Regions from separate parts of the Mus musculus genome. Here all the other regions are linked to region 1. The links are chromatin contacts, called in public promoter capture Hi-C maps. All regions are on one chromosome and are shown on one strand. Each heading gives the region's core, a stretch centred on a gene start, on an enhancer-like site or on the middle of the called end of the contact. The rest is flanking DNA. Distances are from core to core; before and after follow the strand shown.

Evidence for each region. Promoter capture Hi-C pulls out the DNA fragments that hold promoters and counts their contacts.
Region 2: a contact with region 1 is called in a promoter capture Hi-C map of second pharyngeal arch cranial neural crest, with 2.9 times the contacts expected there. The contact joins the enhancer-like site here to the promoter of Shisa9 in region 1. A contact is called at or near these places in 12 of 39 promoter capture datasets (3T3-L1-derived adipocytes, the HPC-7 cell line, embryonic stem cells and 7 more) and 3 of 115 datasets of contacts at active chromatin or transcription factors (astrocytes, forebrain and stem cell-derived neural progenitor cells).
Region 3: a contact with region 1 is called in a promoter capture Hi-C map of the HPC-7 cell line, with 5 times the contacts expected there. The contact joins the enhancer-like site here to the promoter of Shisa9 in region 1. A contact is called at or near these places in 17 of 39 promoter capture datasets (the 3T3-L1 cell line, the C10 cell line, the HPC-7 cell line and 10 more), 1 of 15 datasets of contacts at CTCF or cohesin (hippocampal excitatory neurons), 9 of 484 Hi-C or Micro-C datasets (the N1E-115 cell line, cerebral cortex, cortical neurons and 5 more) and 6 of 115 datasets of contacts at active chromatin or transcription factors (astrocytes, bone marrow-derived macrophages, embryonic forebrain and 3 more).

The regions. Positions count from the first base shown.
Region 1 is chr16:11,982,136-11,986,878 of GRCm38.p6, reverse strand. It overlaps Shisa9 (shisa family member 9), which reads right to left and starts at 2,766. Exons shown (of 5, transcript NM_028277.2): 1 at 1,736-2,766. The coding sequence starts at 2,298. It overlaps Gm32278 (predicted gene, 32278), which reads left to right and starts at 3,134. Exons shown (of 2, transcript NR_155455.1): 1 at 3,134-3,321.
Region 2 is chr16:12,606,287-12,611,029 of GRCm38.p6, reverse strand. The region is part of intron 3 of Gm45919 (a long non-coding RNA gene); the gene reads left to right. Among named protein-coding and RNA genes, the nearest start is that of Gm45919, 76 kb to the left of the region's middle. Within about 2 kb of position 2,574, at least 6 of the 459 cell types and tissues checked have an H3K27ac peak or open chromatin away from gene starts, as enhancers often do. A contact at or near this core is called in second pharyngeal arch cranial neural crest, where this site is marked.
Region 3 is chr16:11,418,573-11,423,315 of GRCm38.p6, reverse strand. Snx29 (sorting nexin 29) reads right to left here. Exons shown (of 21, transcript NM_028964.4): 10 at 4,418-4,493; 11 at 2,533-2,612. Among named protein-coding and RNA genes, the nearest start is that of Snx29, 98 kb to the right of the region's middle. Within about 2 kb of position 2,580, at least 53 of the 459 cell types and tissues checked have an H3K27ac peak or open chromatin away from gene starts, as enhancers often do. A contact at or near this core is called in the HPC-7 cell line, bone marrow-derived macrophages, embryonic fibroblasts and 2 more, where this site is marked.

The sequences.
Region 1 (4,743 bases), core at 1,517-4,016:
CTGAGTTCCCACTGAGCCTCTGAGTATCAATGGAGAGCGAGGTTGACCTGCGCACCCAATCCACGGGAACTTGAAGCTGTAGCCTCACCCACAAACCTGCCAGGAGTAGCTCCTCTTCCCACCAAATCCCAAAAAGGGAAACTCTAGAACTTAGCAAAAAGGCATGGGGGAGATTTCAGCCCAAGTTAGGGTGACAGCAAGACAGCTTTCCTGTCTGAGTACTGGCTCCCTGCATGGCAACATGCATCCAGGGCAGACCTGCATCCATTTCTCACTCTCACCCTAAGGACAACAGAAGATGTCCCTGGATAGAGCTCTCCTAAAGTGAACCCCCTGGGAAGCTGGAGGTAGAGCACCTGGGAGTAGCAGGAGGTAGGCTGGGTCAGCACCTTTTCTTGGTTCCAGTTTCCTGGGTGCCCTGGGAGCTTATTTTTGTGCCCCAAGAAAACACCATCTACCACTAACCCAAACTGAGCAGAACTTCCCCACCTTCCCTCCAGATCCCTTATCTCTGGGAAAAGGAAAAACTCATTGGATACTCTTTCTCATCATATACACAGAAAATGATTACCAGTGGGGTGGTAATGTTCCTTTGCCTATTTTTGCTAGGTCTCTTTGTTCAGATTTTTAGGCATGTACACAGATAGCATGCACACACGCACTTGTGAGCTAGCACGCATACACACACACACACACACACACACCCTACGTGGGGGAGGAGGGTGTTGGAGAGTGAAGAGAACACTGTGACTTCAATGCCCAGACTTAAAATCAGTTGGACTTTGGCTCCAGCCATCCTGCTGTCATCTGGCCCACAGTTCTCCTTGCATCCCTCTCACTCAGACCTCATGCTAACCCAGCATCTCTCCCCTGGCTCCTGGCTTACTCTGCATCCTTCACCTCCAAAGTTATTGAGTTCTGGGAATCATTTTAGACACTTGGGGGAGGGGTTAAACAAAAAGGCAAATAGCTCCCTTAATCCCCAAATGCTTTCTCCCATCTGCTGCGACTTTGCCAGTGATAGGACTTGCATAATGAATAAAGGGAAAGGCAAAGTTGATGAATCAAGGTGCTTGAAGGGTGGAGGGGGCCCGTGGAGTCATCTCCAGGCCAGGCAAGGTGTGCAGCGTTGTGATGGCTGCAGCACAGAGAGGAATAGATGGTGAGGGAGAAATGGAATGGGGAAAGAAGAGGTTCTAATCAAGGACCCTCAAAGCTCTGGGGAAGCGCCAGCACTAGGAGGCTTTGGTTCTGGTGCACTCTCCCTAACCTTTGCTTCATTTTCGCTAGTGTACAAGTTGCAGGAGGTACTCACTCTTTCCCTCCGTTCCTCCCTCCCTCCAACACACAAGCACACGGATCATACACGCCCCCCCCCCCACTTCCTTTCAGGTTCGCCTGCCTCTGTTTACCTCCATAAATGGATCCTCTCCCCAAAACGCAAGAGTTTAAAGACCCGGCTATGTGTCTCAAGACCCACCATCATATCTGGTGAGAGGGAACAGGAGGTGGGCGAGGGGAAAAGAGACTTTCCCCTTCCACACTCGGCCTTCACTCCCACCTGTGCTGAGCCCAATGCCTTGCTTGGCTCAATGCTACAAGGGAAAGTTGTCGTCCTGGATGACATTCCCCAATCGGAGACCTTGGGGTGGAGGGAAGCACGGCTGGGGAATGTTGGAGATGGATGGGAAAGGAAAGTGGACCCAAAGAGGGGGGCGAAGGGGAGGCAGCCCACCTGGACATGTGTTCCCTTTGGGGCCGGTGCGCTTTCTCCAGCCCCAGCTTGGTGAAGATGCCCACCAGCACCATGACAGCCACCACCCCGCAGATGATGTAGACGATAAGGTTGGTCTTGTCCTTGGTGGGGTCGTGCAAGGGGTCATCCTTACGCGCTGGGGGCTTGCCCGTGTTAAGCCAGAGTGGCGTGTCGTAGTTGGTACAGGTGCTCTGGTTCAGTCGCCGCTTCTTAAACGTGCAGCAGAACCGGAAGCCACAAGTCCCGCAGCAGAAGATGAAGTCGCCCGAGCTGCAGTTGAACGGCGGGTCCCACTGGCCCATGACATCGAAGTAGCCCCGACAGGAGTCTGGCGTGGGCGCTCGAGTCGGCGGTGCGTCCGAGCCCCCGACGCCCTCGCCGGCCTCTCCGGAGGCGGCTCCGGAGCGGTTGCCCCCTGTGAGCAGCAGTACGCCGCCCAGTTGCGCTAGCTGCCCGTGCCCAGATCGCTCCTGCGCCCGGCACATGCGGGCACACAGCTCGGTGAGGAAGCAGCCGAGAAGCAGCCGAAGGACTCGGCGCATCGTGTCTCCCAACCCGGGCTGGAGCGCTCGGCCGCCGCTGGAGCCGCTACCGCCGCCTCTGGACGCGCGGCCGAAGCTGCCGAGGCTGCTGGCGGGGGCTGCGGGCCGCCGCTGGCCGCACATGCAGGGAGGCGGCGCGGGGCGCTCGGTGGTCGGCGGCCACTGCGCTCGGCTCAGACTGCGTTCGCCTCCAGCGCGACGCGCGCCGAGGAAGGGGGCCGGCCGGGGAGGAGCGCGCCGGGGCCGGGCGGGGACGGAGCAGGAGCGGGGGCCAGCGCGGGGTGCAGGTCCTGCTGGCCACCGGGGGAGGCGGGGGTGGAAAACAGGAGAGAGTCGCTGTGTCCGTAACTCCCTTCCACCCGCCACCCGGGACTCGGCTCCCCACGTCCGCTCGCTCGCAGGATGCTCTTCACCTCTCTAGCACGCCAAGTGCGCTGGAGAGAGAGAGAGAAGCGACACTTGTGGAATGAAGGGAGGGCCAGAGGGAAGGGGGAAGGGGAGGAGGGCGGATAGAGGAGGGGTGGTGGTGAGCGCTAGCTCGAAAGGGGCGGGGGCGCGTAAAGAGGTGACTCGGGCGGGCGGGGGCGAATAGGGGGCGTGCAGAGAGAGCTCGGGCAAAAGCAGCAAGCTCCACCGCTGCCAGGCTCGAAAGAACAGCTCTGATTTCTCGGCAGGTGGAAAGAACCACGGCCGGGACCTCTGGCACCCTCTCGGGGAGAAAGGTGCTCCTCACCCCAAGCAAAGACTCAGAGGTGGTTCCGCCCTCGATTTCCCCCCCTAGGGGTGCGTGCGCAGGAGCTGCGATTGCAATCTGTCGATCAGGGAAGGGGTGACTAGGAGAATCGGGACAGATTAGATGGCTTGCTCACTCCAAGACACACTAGAAGCAGTGTAGACAAGATCTCCCTCCTCCTCCCGGGCGTGCAGGAACTGCCTTGCCCTTTCCGGGGATGCGACCTCATGCCTGGCGCGAGCCTGGGATGGTTCGAGTCCCTGAACAGAGAAGAGGCTGGAACTGGGAAGGTGGGTTAGGTGTCAAACCCCTTGGGCTGTGGTAAGCACCCCAGAACAGGGGCTTGGGAACTCATATTAAAAGCTGGGTGGTCTGGCGAGGCGGTCAGCGGACAAAGCGAAGGCAATGGCTCACCCTGGAAGGGCTCTCCTAAGAACTCCCCTAGCCCTTAGGACCTGCCGCTTTCTGTCCCTCTTCGCCCCCGCAGCGAACGCTGAGCTCCACAGGAGGGCACACAGCGGCGCCGCCTCTGCGCTGGCAGTTTTGGCGCAGCGCAAGGCCTGGGCACTCATCCTCAGCCACTCGTTTCTGCAGCCCGCGCGACAGTCTCCAGAGCAGGCTGTCCCCTGTCCCCACGGAGCCCCCCTTCCCCGACATCCTCACCGAGGTTGTTTCCTTGGCTCCCAGCATCTCTTCTCAACCTTTCCAAATTTGTTCTCTCTTCCTTTCTCCTGACTGATTCCTCCCAGCCCTCCATAAGCCCTCGACCATTTCTCCTATTTCTTCCTGCCCTCTACTTGAATTTGATTTCAATAGCCCCTAAATCAGGATTCACATCAAAGCTGCTAAGCTAAATTTATATCCCCACACGCCCTGGCGTTTTGTTTTTTAATTGTATTAACTGAGTATGCTCTTTGCAGTAGGCTGGGTGAATCACAGAGGAAGCAATGTTTTCTGTTCCCTCTCCTCTTGTTTGGTTTCAGCTGCAGGACTCTTGGGGGAAATTTTCAAAGGACCACGAAGTTGGGCCACATGTAAAATGGTCTGCTGGGATCCTCTTAATTGATAATTTATGAGAGGATTTATTAAGACTGTGTGGCAAGTTTTTTCCAAATCAAAGGGTTTGGCTAAACTCCCCCTCCCTTTGATGAAAGAAGATTTACAAATGCAGCCCAGGGCCACCTTGGTAAACCACACCAGGTCTTAGAGCCAAGACTGACTGCAGTAGAATGTACTCCAACCCATCCCCCACTGTGAAAAGGAAAGAGAACTGCCAACCAGCTTCCTCACCATAGGACCCTGCAAATAGGGTGGGAGGCATATTTGTCATACTGGCAACCCACAACTGCTACCACCTTGTCCATCCCATAAACATTGGTGTGGGAGCTGATGGCAGCTGACATTTCTCTGTGAGTTATAGCACAATCCCTAAGCTTGCTTTTATTAAAAATCAATAACTACTGAGTACCAGACAACCTGGGGTCTTGTAGAGGAATCAGTGAGCTCAGGGGCTCCCTTAATTCTCTGCTTCTTGGTTAATATTATCTTCCCAATAGCAATGAGAGAAACTGAGCCTCAAAGCAATGAGAAAGCTACCCAGGGAGTTTGTGGAGTGAAAGCTATTGACATTTTACCCAGGAACTATGCTTCCAGAGTCTGTGACTGGCCACTTCCTGTCCCTTCCTAACAGACATGCACCCCACCTTTGATTA
Region 2 (4,743 bases), core at 1,325-3,824, 620 kb before region 1:
ATTGTGGAGGATTAGGTTTTATACAGCATTACAATTTCCCTGAGCCTAAAATCCCTTCTTCAACACTAAATCAAAGGATACTAGGCATTTCCAACTTCTTTTCAGTGAGCATCTTTTGACAAATGCGTCACCCAACCATTCACTCTTGAACACCTTTTATAACTGTGTGAGCTTCCATACTAAACCTAGAACCTCCACTCAGTGGGCCCATATCAACAAACTCAGCCTGGTCCAGTTATGTTTCTTCCATCATCATCCCAAGCCTTTACAATCCATTCCCACACATACTTCCCTGACTTCTGCTTGAATGAATTAGCAGAATCGTTAAGCTTGTTAGTAGAGTAGTGCACTTCCTCGTGGACTACACTTTCTAGTCCTCCTCTAGGACACTGATTACCCTTTACTATGGTTATAGGTCTAGAGGCAACTGTTGGTTGGCCCTGGGGAATATCAGTACTCTCTTGATTGCCATCCCCTTCAGGGAATGTCACCACTGTTTTAGCAGACAATGAAGGACTGTTTTTCTCAGTCAAAGGTGAGAAATGTAATATCTCAGGGTGTGTGTACTGGCTAATTTTAAGTCACTTTGGCAGAAAATAGTCATAGAACAGAGGGAGCCTCAATTGAGAAACTGCCTTCATAGGCTGTAGGCAAGCCTGGAGGGCATTTACTTAATTAGTGACTGATGGGGGAGGGGAGGGCCCTCAGGAGAGCCTTTGGCAAATTAGAAAGCCTGTTCCAGAAACTTAAAATTCATTTTTATACTTCTATTACTCTAGAACCAGTCTGGTATTATGCATTAGTCAGGGTTCTCTAGAGGAATATATAGAGTGAATGTGTGTGTGTGTGTGTGTGTGTGTGTGTGTGTGTGTGTGTGTGTGTTACACACATATAGGAGCTGGAGGAAGTCTTAACTAAAATTAAGTATGCATCAAGAAGCTACTTGGGAATATGTGACCTTGCAAACAACCTCTGGCACATGGATCTTGTACAATTTGTATGGTTATTTTAATCATTCATTACCTTGTTTTAAATGCAAGTACCCACCTACAAGCTTCTGTTTTTATGAAAATTCTAACCACTACTTTGGAAGTTGGGGTGTCAGAGGTTCTCCAAGAAAAACTAACTTGTTTTCTTCTTCTGTGTCTTGCACAGTGTCATCCTGCTACATATGTTAGAAAGGAACAATGAGATGAGGGTGTCAGTTGAAACTAACTTCTGCTGTAAGCAGTAGAAACCAAAGATAAATGGTAGGTTAGCTGACAAGAGTTGTTTTTCTCCTCACACAGCAATGTCTGGAGATTCATACAGTCAAGGGTACACTCCCAATAGCAATCTTTCTTTTAGCTTTTCAGTCTTCCCTTTAGGGTTCCTGAATACTGCCTCACAGAGCTCATTCCCTATGGACCCCATTCACACCACACTGTGTGGTAATGGCATTATCTGGAATCACATGGTGTGAGCCAGGAGCCAGGGCTTAGAAACACAGCACTCAGATCCCACCCACTTTTCAGAGGGTGTTTCATGCATATTCAATCCCATAAGGTTAAATAGCATCCTCACAGCTATCTCACTCTTCACAATGAGGACATTTGCGTACCGTGCTTGGGTCACTGGCTCCCCCGTCACTCATTTTTGTGGTTTTGTTCTTGCACTAAGAAGCACAGACAACGTTCAGTTTGTCTTTGCCCTCTCCTTTATCTTTCTGTAGTACTGGCTGACCCACATCAGATAACTCAGAGTAGACCACTGCAACTTTTGCATATCCATGGCTGTACTCTCTAGGCCTCTTAGTCTATTCTGAGATAAAGCCTTCAGTTCCAGTTGGTGTACGAGCACACTGATATAGGAATGCTGGTTCCTTTTTCATTCAAAGTTTGTTGGAGGTTGTGTAGCAAACTAGGTTATCTCTTCCTAGACCACCCAAGGGTCTATACAGCTTCCTTCTTGTGTGTGTGTGTGTGTGTGTGTGTGTGTGTGTGTGCAAATGCACTTATGAGTGTATAAAGGTACATGTATGGAAGTCAGGGACAACTAGTAAGAGTTGGTTCTCTTCTTTCAGCACGTGGTTTTCAGAAACTGAACTGATGTCATCATGCTTGCTATGGAGCTCTTTATCTGCTGAGTTGTCTTGAGTCCCTCAGTCTGCTTTCTTGTTACAGCACTCTCTGTGGATGCCTTCAGATTGTCACTGCAGGGGAAACAAAATATGGGAAGCTATGTGAAGAATGTCAGCACCCCATGTAGAAAGAAACACACCACCCAGTTTTTCACGTACTGACCAACATTATTGTCTAAATGCAAGGGAGCAGAGTGAGTCTTTTATGTTCTTGGCAAGAAGAAAGGAGGTGGAGTCAGGTGTAGAAAAGAACCTTTGGTCTCAGACACAGCAGTGCTTCCTGGACTGTGCACATATAGTCCTTTGGATGACAATAAGTTAGCATTACAATGTATCATTTAAAAGTTATGTAGTGTAGAAAGAGTTTGGGAGAACCATTCTGCATAGCTTTATGGCTACTAAAATTTCAGCACCTGAAAAGAGGACAGCTCCCCTCTCTCCAGTGAACATCTGTCCCTTATTAACAGGGCTGCCTTATCTTATTTCCCCATCTCTTGATTAGACTCACAATCACACAGAGGTTAGATTCCCTCGGGGTAGCTACTAAATGCTGAGGAATGGGAATCGATGAATAAATGTCTCAGCCTTCCTGGTTTCGGCGCAAGACAATTCTGTGGTGTGTTCCACGAGGATCTTTCAGCGTGGATCATTCATTAACACACTTTTCTGTTGGCTTTCTTCCTACCCTGCTTGTTTCTTATCTTCCTTATCCTGTTTCCTAAAATCTTGCAATAAACCAAATATGTGAAATAGGAGTTGTTGGGGTTGGGGTGGGGTGGGGGACAAAACAAAAATATCTATTATGCAATTAATTTCAAAACTATTAATTTAATAGTATTCTTTGTTGCAGGATGTTAAGAACCTTTAATATGCAAATGAAATGTTCATTTTTGATTCTTCAAGAAAGTACTGTATGAGACAGTGAGATGGTCTAGCGGTAAAGGCTCTTGGTCCTGCCTGAGGACCTGAGTTTGACTACTGAATCTCACATAAGGGTGGAAGGAGAGAATCTATTCCACAGTTTTCTGATTCCCCAGATCACTGCCCCCCCCCCCACTTACCAAAATATGTACATTCTTCTTCTCTCACACATAAATTATAATAACTTTTAAAAAGTTTATCCAAGCTCAGAAGAAGAAATATCACATGTTCTCTGTTTTTGTAGATCCTACAGGCAATTGAAGGTTACCAAGAGAAGGAGAATGAGTCTTTCCTGGGGATTATAACCTTTCTAATGGGTTATGTTCTCAATACCAAGTGGTCAGCTCCAAACACACATATATATATGTTTACACTAAATGGACTCGGTGGGTTACATGTGCATATTAAGGAAGAAGTCAACAACTTGTAAGGAATGGAGAGGGCATGGGAAGAGTTAAAGTGCAGAGGAGGGGGTCTAAACAATGTAAATACAGTCAATACTCATATATAAGAAATTCAAATAAAATGGAGAGAGTCCAAAATATATCTTTTAAATGTGGAAATTAGAAACCCTAATCTTTTATTATAAACTTTTATCACTAAGTCAACTTTCAGAATCAATACTTCATAAAACCCATGACAAGAATCTCTAATCTCCAATCTAGCTTTTTAACTTTTCTGATTTTCAAATAAAGGAAAACATTGCTTCTTCTCAAAGATTTAGAATTGTGGGTGGAAAAAGAAAAGGGTTTTTATGTGTATCAAATTATGACTACCCCAGTTTCATTGCACAGAGAATGAGCTATCTTCTGAGGACCTTATTCCAAGTAAACAGTAAATAGTGGGCTCTAGGGGGTGCTCCCTGAGTGGCAAGACCCTCCCTGAAAAATTCATGCAACTTCCATGGTTCTCAATTGAAAAGATCAAGCTTGTACCCCTCTTTAATTATTGTGTTGAGTAGTGAGATTAAACCCAGCAGTTAAGCACCTCCTGTGTGGGTCTCTGGAGCTGCTATCTCACACTCTGGTTAATCATATCAGCCTGCAGAGGATGATTAGCATAATTAATCTTACCCTGTGATTACCCTGAGGAGGAAGCTGTTGCGAATTGCACAGGTGGGGTCGGGTGAATGAGTGACTGTGTCTGTTTCCAAGTGGCAAAGTAGAATGAGTTGGGGAAGGTTGAGACCAAGCCATAGAGTCATTGGAGTAAGGTGGACTGAGTTTCATGTAGGAGAGGACAGATAGGACAGGAGAGAAGTTTGTGTGCCAGAGCTCAAAGGCTGGGATGTGCTGAATATATAGCCACACAGTTCCACAGTTCCTCTAAGACAGGAGTTGTTTTTTAAAATGTAACCTTTGAAGAATTTCATACACGAGTATATATTTACACCATCCCCTCCTCTCTTCCTGCTCTAACTGTACCCTCAAAATCTCAGCAACATGGCTGCCTAAACAAAAGCTGCACAACAATCCCATCAGCTGAGGTGTCATAGCAAATGAGGGAAATCTGACAGGTCCCAAACCTACCTGAAAATTTACAGTCAGTTAATGTCTGTCAGGAAAGGAAGAATTATTCTTTCCTAGGGTGAGCTCTCAGTATGTTATCAAATCCCAAGTGGTCACCTCTAATTCCACATACGTACAAACCACACTTGACAGGAACTCCTGGAGTATAGTATTGTGTTTTTGCTTCATAGAGTA
Region 3 (4,743 bases), core at 1,331-3,830, 560 kb after region 1:
GGAAAGCATCCAGTCTGGGTGGCTTTTCCCACAGGCAGACAGCCAGTCACAACCCTAAGTGCCTGCTAGTGAGGTACCAACATTCAGAGTGCTTTCCACATACTGAGCATCCCCTGTTAGACCTTACTTTCTGTGTGTGTGCACACATATGAGTTCAGTGTGCAGTGTGTGTATATGTGTGTGTGTTCATGCATACAGTGACTACTCTAAACTCACTGGCATTCACAGGATTCACAGGGCATACTGAGTGGCCGTCATTATCTGTCTGTGCTGAGGTCAGCACTGCTGGCCACTCAACAAGAAGATATGACTGTGGCACTTGCCTTTTACAAAGAAAGGTGACATTTCAAAACCCTGCAAACTCAGCCCAGACCATCAGAGTTCTGCTGCCTTCCAGGCTGGTGACCACATTCACTTATGTGAACCAAGGTGTGAAGAGCTGGAGACTTGGCTGGGACTGCAGCTCAGTTGTTGGGTGTTTCCTTGCATGCGCCAGTCTCAGCACTGGGAACATTATTTATATAAGCTGTAGGCCAAGGCCAAGGCTGCTTATCCACACTGCCCTATCAAGGTCTCTTATATCAACGACTGCTACCCACTGAGCACACAAGACTGTAGCAGGGGATGAAGACATCTTTCTTTGACATCACAGCAACTACCAAGAGCAAACAAGTCACCACAGGCACACAGACTCAACAGGTGGCTCCATCCCGCTGACAATGAGAACACGAGGATCAGGAAAGTTGCAGGGAATCCCGGCTGGAACAACCAAGAAGTGGAGCTGTTAAGGGTCAGCCAGGCCAGAGACAATGCTCACAAGCACACAGGAAAAGAAGCATTTGCCAAGGCTTCCCAGTGTCAATCCTCTGTTACATCAGACTAATCCTGTAGGGCTACACAGACAGCCCTTCCTATCCCTCTCACAGATAAAGCAGGGGTGGGTGGAGGCACCCACATTTCTGAAAGAGGCATGGTCCTTATCTTGCAGGAGCAGAGTGGACAAGAAAAGCCTTCCCACATGAAATCACCCCTGAAAACAAAGGCTAACCCACCCACCCATTCACAAACAACTGTTCTGCACAGCCCATATAACTACCAGACACCCAGAGTCAAATGGCCCACCAATGTGGGCCTTTCCTTCAGAAGGTTGGCTGGGAATTCCTGATAGGTCTCAAGCCAAAGATGACCAGAAACAACTAGGATTAATTTCTAAAAAAAAGAGATGAATGAAAATAAAACGGGCTGAGTCCCTGCTGCAGGCACAGCTCAGAGGTATCACAAGAATGTCCTCATGGGAAAGGAACTGACCAAGCTGGTGGCTTTGTCAGGGATGGAAATGGCTTGGGAGGCTCAGAGGCAAGATCCATGGCAGCCCCCAGAGAACCAATTCACCTGCTCCATACCCCACACTGGAGAGAGGCTGAGAAGGGCTCTGGGAACCATGCCTGGCCACTAGGAGAAGGTGACAGACAAGTCGTCCTCACATAGACCTAAGTATCTGTTCAGCCCTGCACAGCAACAGAACTCACACTAGCAGTTCCTGCTCTGCAGCCAGAGGACTGTGGGAAACCTCAGCTCATAGGGAACATGGCTCTGGAGAGTGTTCACGTAAACAGAAAGGTCCAGGCTTGGAGATCTAGGAGATCCGTGTGGAAGTTTCTATGTCACCTCAGATAACTAATGCATTTCCAAGCAGAAATGGCATCCTGGGGTGATGTTAAAGGGGCCTGGAACTTCTCTGGATAAAGTTACTCTCCATCTGACATCACCACTATGGGCTCAAGGTTTGTTGTACTTTGGTGTTTGAAGGAAATGTTAATTTTTACCCAAAGGCTGATGAGGAAAAAAGGCATAATTTTTACACTATCCAAGTGTTGATCTCTGAATGTGATATGGAAACAGAAAGCCTGCCCTCTGCCCCTCTCCTTCCTGCCATTAGGGGTAGGAACGAAATGGCCAGAGCTCAGAAAGCAAAGACAACAGCTAGTCAGGAAAAGGAAGAGCCCTGGCCTCTGATGACCATGGAGTCTCATGCTAGCCCACTCTGCCAACCCCAGTCAGGGCACCGGCCCCAATCCCAACTGACCTAGTCATTGAACATCTATCTTGTTAAACAATTGCTGGTGTGGGTGTGGGTGTGGGTGCGGGCCATCACACACACACTCTTCATTGCCGTGTCCCTAATACTTCCCTCTGAAGCTGGAAATGATTTGCACCACCTGTCATTAGAATATGTCATCAGCAAAACTGATTTGTCCAGAGTCACAAGGAAAGTCAGAAGACAGCCTTACTCTGGCTGCACACAGAAGGTAGCTTAGAAACCGCAAGGCACAGAAGGTTCCTTGCATCCTTTAGCAGATTCACCCCCATGCACCACAATCCGGCCATAGTCTGGAAGCTTACAGCGATACCACGATCAGGTGCACAGAAAGCAAACACTCACTAACTTCATGCTCACTTCAAAGCCCACACCTGCACAGGATAAGCACAGGTGCCCTGCTGGCACACATGCCAGCCTCTGAGAGTACTTACGGACTGTCATGGACTCAGGCACTGAGGCAGAAGGTAGCAAGCTGCTCAGAGGACTTCCTTGGCCTGGAGAACTGGCTTCCCTACTGGGAGGAAGTAGACAGAAGGAAGTTACACTCATCCCAAAATGCAACTTCAGTGTTCACAACACTCTCAGGCAAAACGTTTCCCCAGGAATCTACTGGAAAAACAATGAAGCTGCTCAGCAGATGTCTGAAATTTACTGGTAACTCCAAAACCAATCCAAACACCCTCTGGAAGCCGCTCACTCACGAGGGAAGAGTTAGTCACTCAGTGGGCATGTGTGCAGCTGGGTCAGACAGGAAACCACTGCCTTCCTCTTCCAACTCGTGTACACACGCGTGAACACACGTCCTTTCAGTAGTCTACTTTGTCACATTCTTATGGTTTGTATTGTCACTTTCCCTAGTTAGAATAGTCTCCAGGTCCATGTTCCCAGTACAAGGGCCCCACATATTATGTAAGCTTCATTCAGACAAGCATGAAATATCACTGTCCAATGTCAACAAGTCAACAGTGTTTGTTTCTGATGGTCTCTCATGGATCCTGGGCTGGAATTTTCTATGTGACTGTCTTAGTCAGGGTTTCTATTCCTGGACAAAATATCATGACCAAGAAGCAAGTTGGGGAGGAAAGGGTTTATTCAGCTTACACCTCCAAACCACTGTTCATAGCCAAGGAAGTCAGGGCTGGAACTCAAGCAGGTCAGGAAGCAGGAGCTGATGCAGAGGCCATGGAGGGATGTTCTTTACTGGCTTGCTTCCCCTGGCTTGCTCAGCCTGCTCTCTTATAGAGCCAAGACTACCAGCCCAGAGATGGTCCCACCCACAAGGGGCCTTTCCCCCTTGATCACTAATTGAGAAAATGCCTTACAGTTGGATCTCATGGAGGCATTTTCTCAACTGAAGCTCCTTTCTCTGTGATAATCCAGCTGTGTCAAGTCGACACAAAACTAGCCAGTACAGTGACCAAAGATGATTTTGAACTTCTGATCCTTCTGTCTTCGCTTCCCAAGTTTTATATGGTGCTGGGGATCAAACCCAGAGCTCTATGCATGCTATGCAAGCATTCTCCTACAGCTGAGCTACATCTCTTGTAGATTCTAAACAAGATGCCTTTAAATGAGGACACACAGAGAGGCAGGTTATGCATTATCAGTGAATATAGAAATGCCATAACAACAGGTTCCAGCATCCCCCTGTAAGCAGGCTGGTGCTCAGAGAGGCTCAGAGAGCATAATGCGGGCAGGTAACTGGACTGCATGCATATCTACAATCAATTTCTAATGTGAATAATAGCACTGGCTTGTCCATACGCAGCAGGAGACCCCAAGGCCAGGGCTTGCATTCCTTGATCACTGTTGCATTTGGAAAAGGCTCAAAAACACAAGAAGAAAGGAATCAGAATTCCGGAAGGGTGCAGGGACACCATCCTTTATGAGGCAGGGCTCAGTGGTATCAGCCCCTTCATGGTGTATCATTTTCAGAATCCTATCTGTTCTGGGTGACAAAACACCAAGCAAGGTGTGGGGCAGCAAGGACCCCCTTACCTTGAAGCTAAGTCAAGTACACAGATGGCTAACTTCAAGACACCAAATTAAAATTGTGAAGAGAGAGGAGGAAATAAGAGCAACAGAGATGAGGTGATATTTGGGAGACCAGGGCAATGTTCCCTGCGAGCAACAGGTACACTGGCAACTTAGTTTTCTGGATTTTTTTTTTCTATTTCTTCGATCTGAGCACAAACGTGAGATTGGGCCTCAGTCTTCAACTCCAACAGGTACCACCTGTCTCCAAATGAAAATACAAGGCAGAGAGGTAAACAGCATGGCCCAATCCACTGATGGGCTTGGTGTCCTGATACTGACCTGTACCGAAGGCCAGGCTCTGGGATTATATGGTTTTCTGTTCCTGTTCCATTCTCCAGACTTCCCACAGGGGCATCTGCAGAAGTCACACAGAGAATGAGGCTTTACTTTCAACTCCATTTCTCCTTACCATGTGCTCAGCTGGCCTATTAGCTACCTTTAAACTCTTCCCACCCACATACAGGCTTCATGTACTACCCATTTCTTTTGAACAGGCATCATTAAGACTCGTTTCTAGTTGCTGCATGTGCCTTTTTTATTTAAAATAAAACAAAACAAAACCTTGAAGCAAGGGAAGTTATTTCCAAAGTCCATAATCTAGGGCC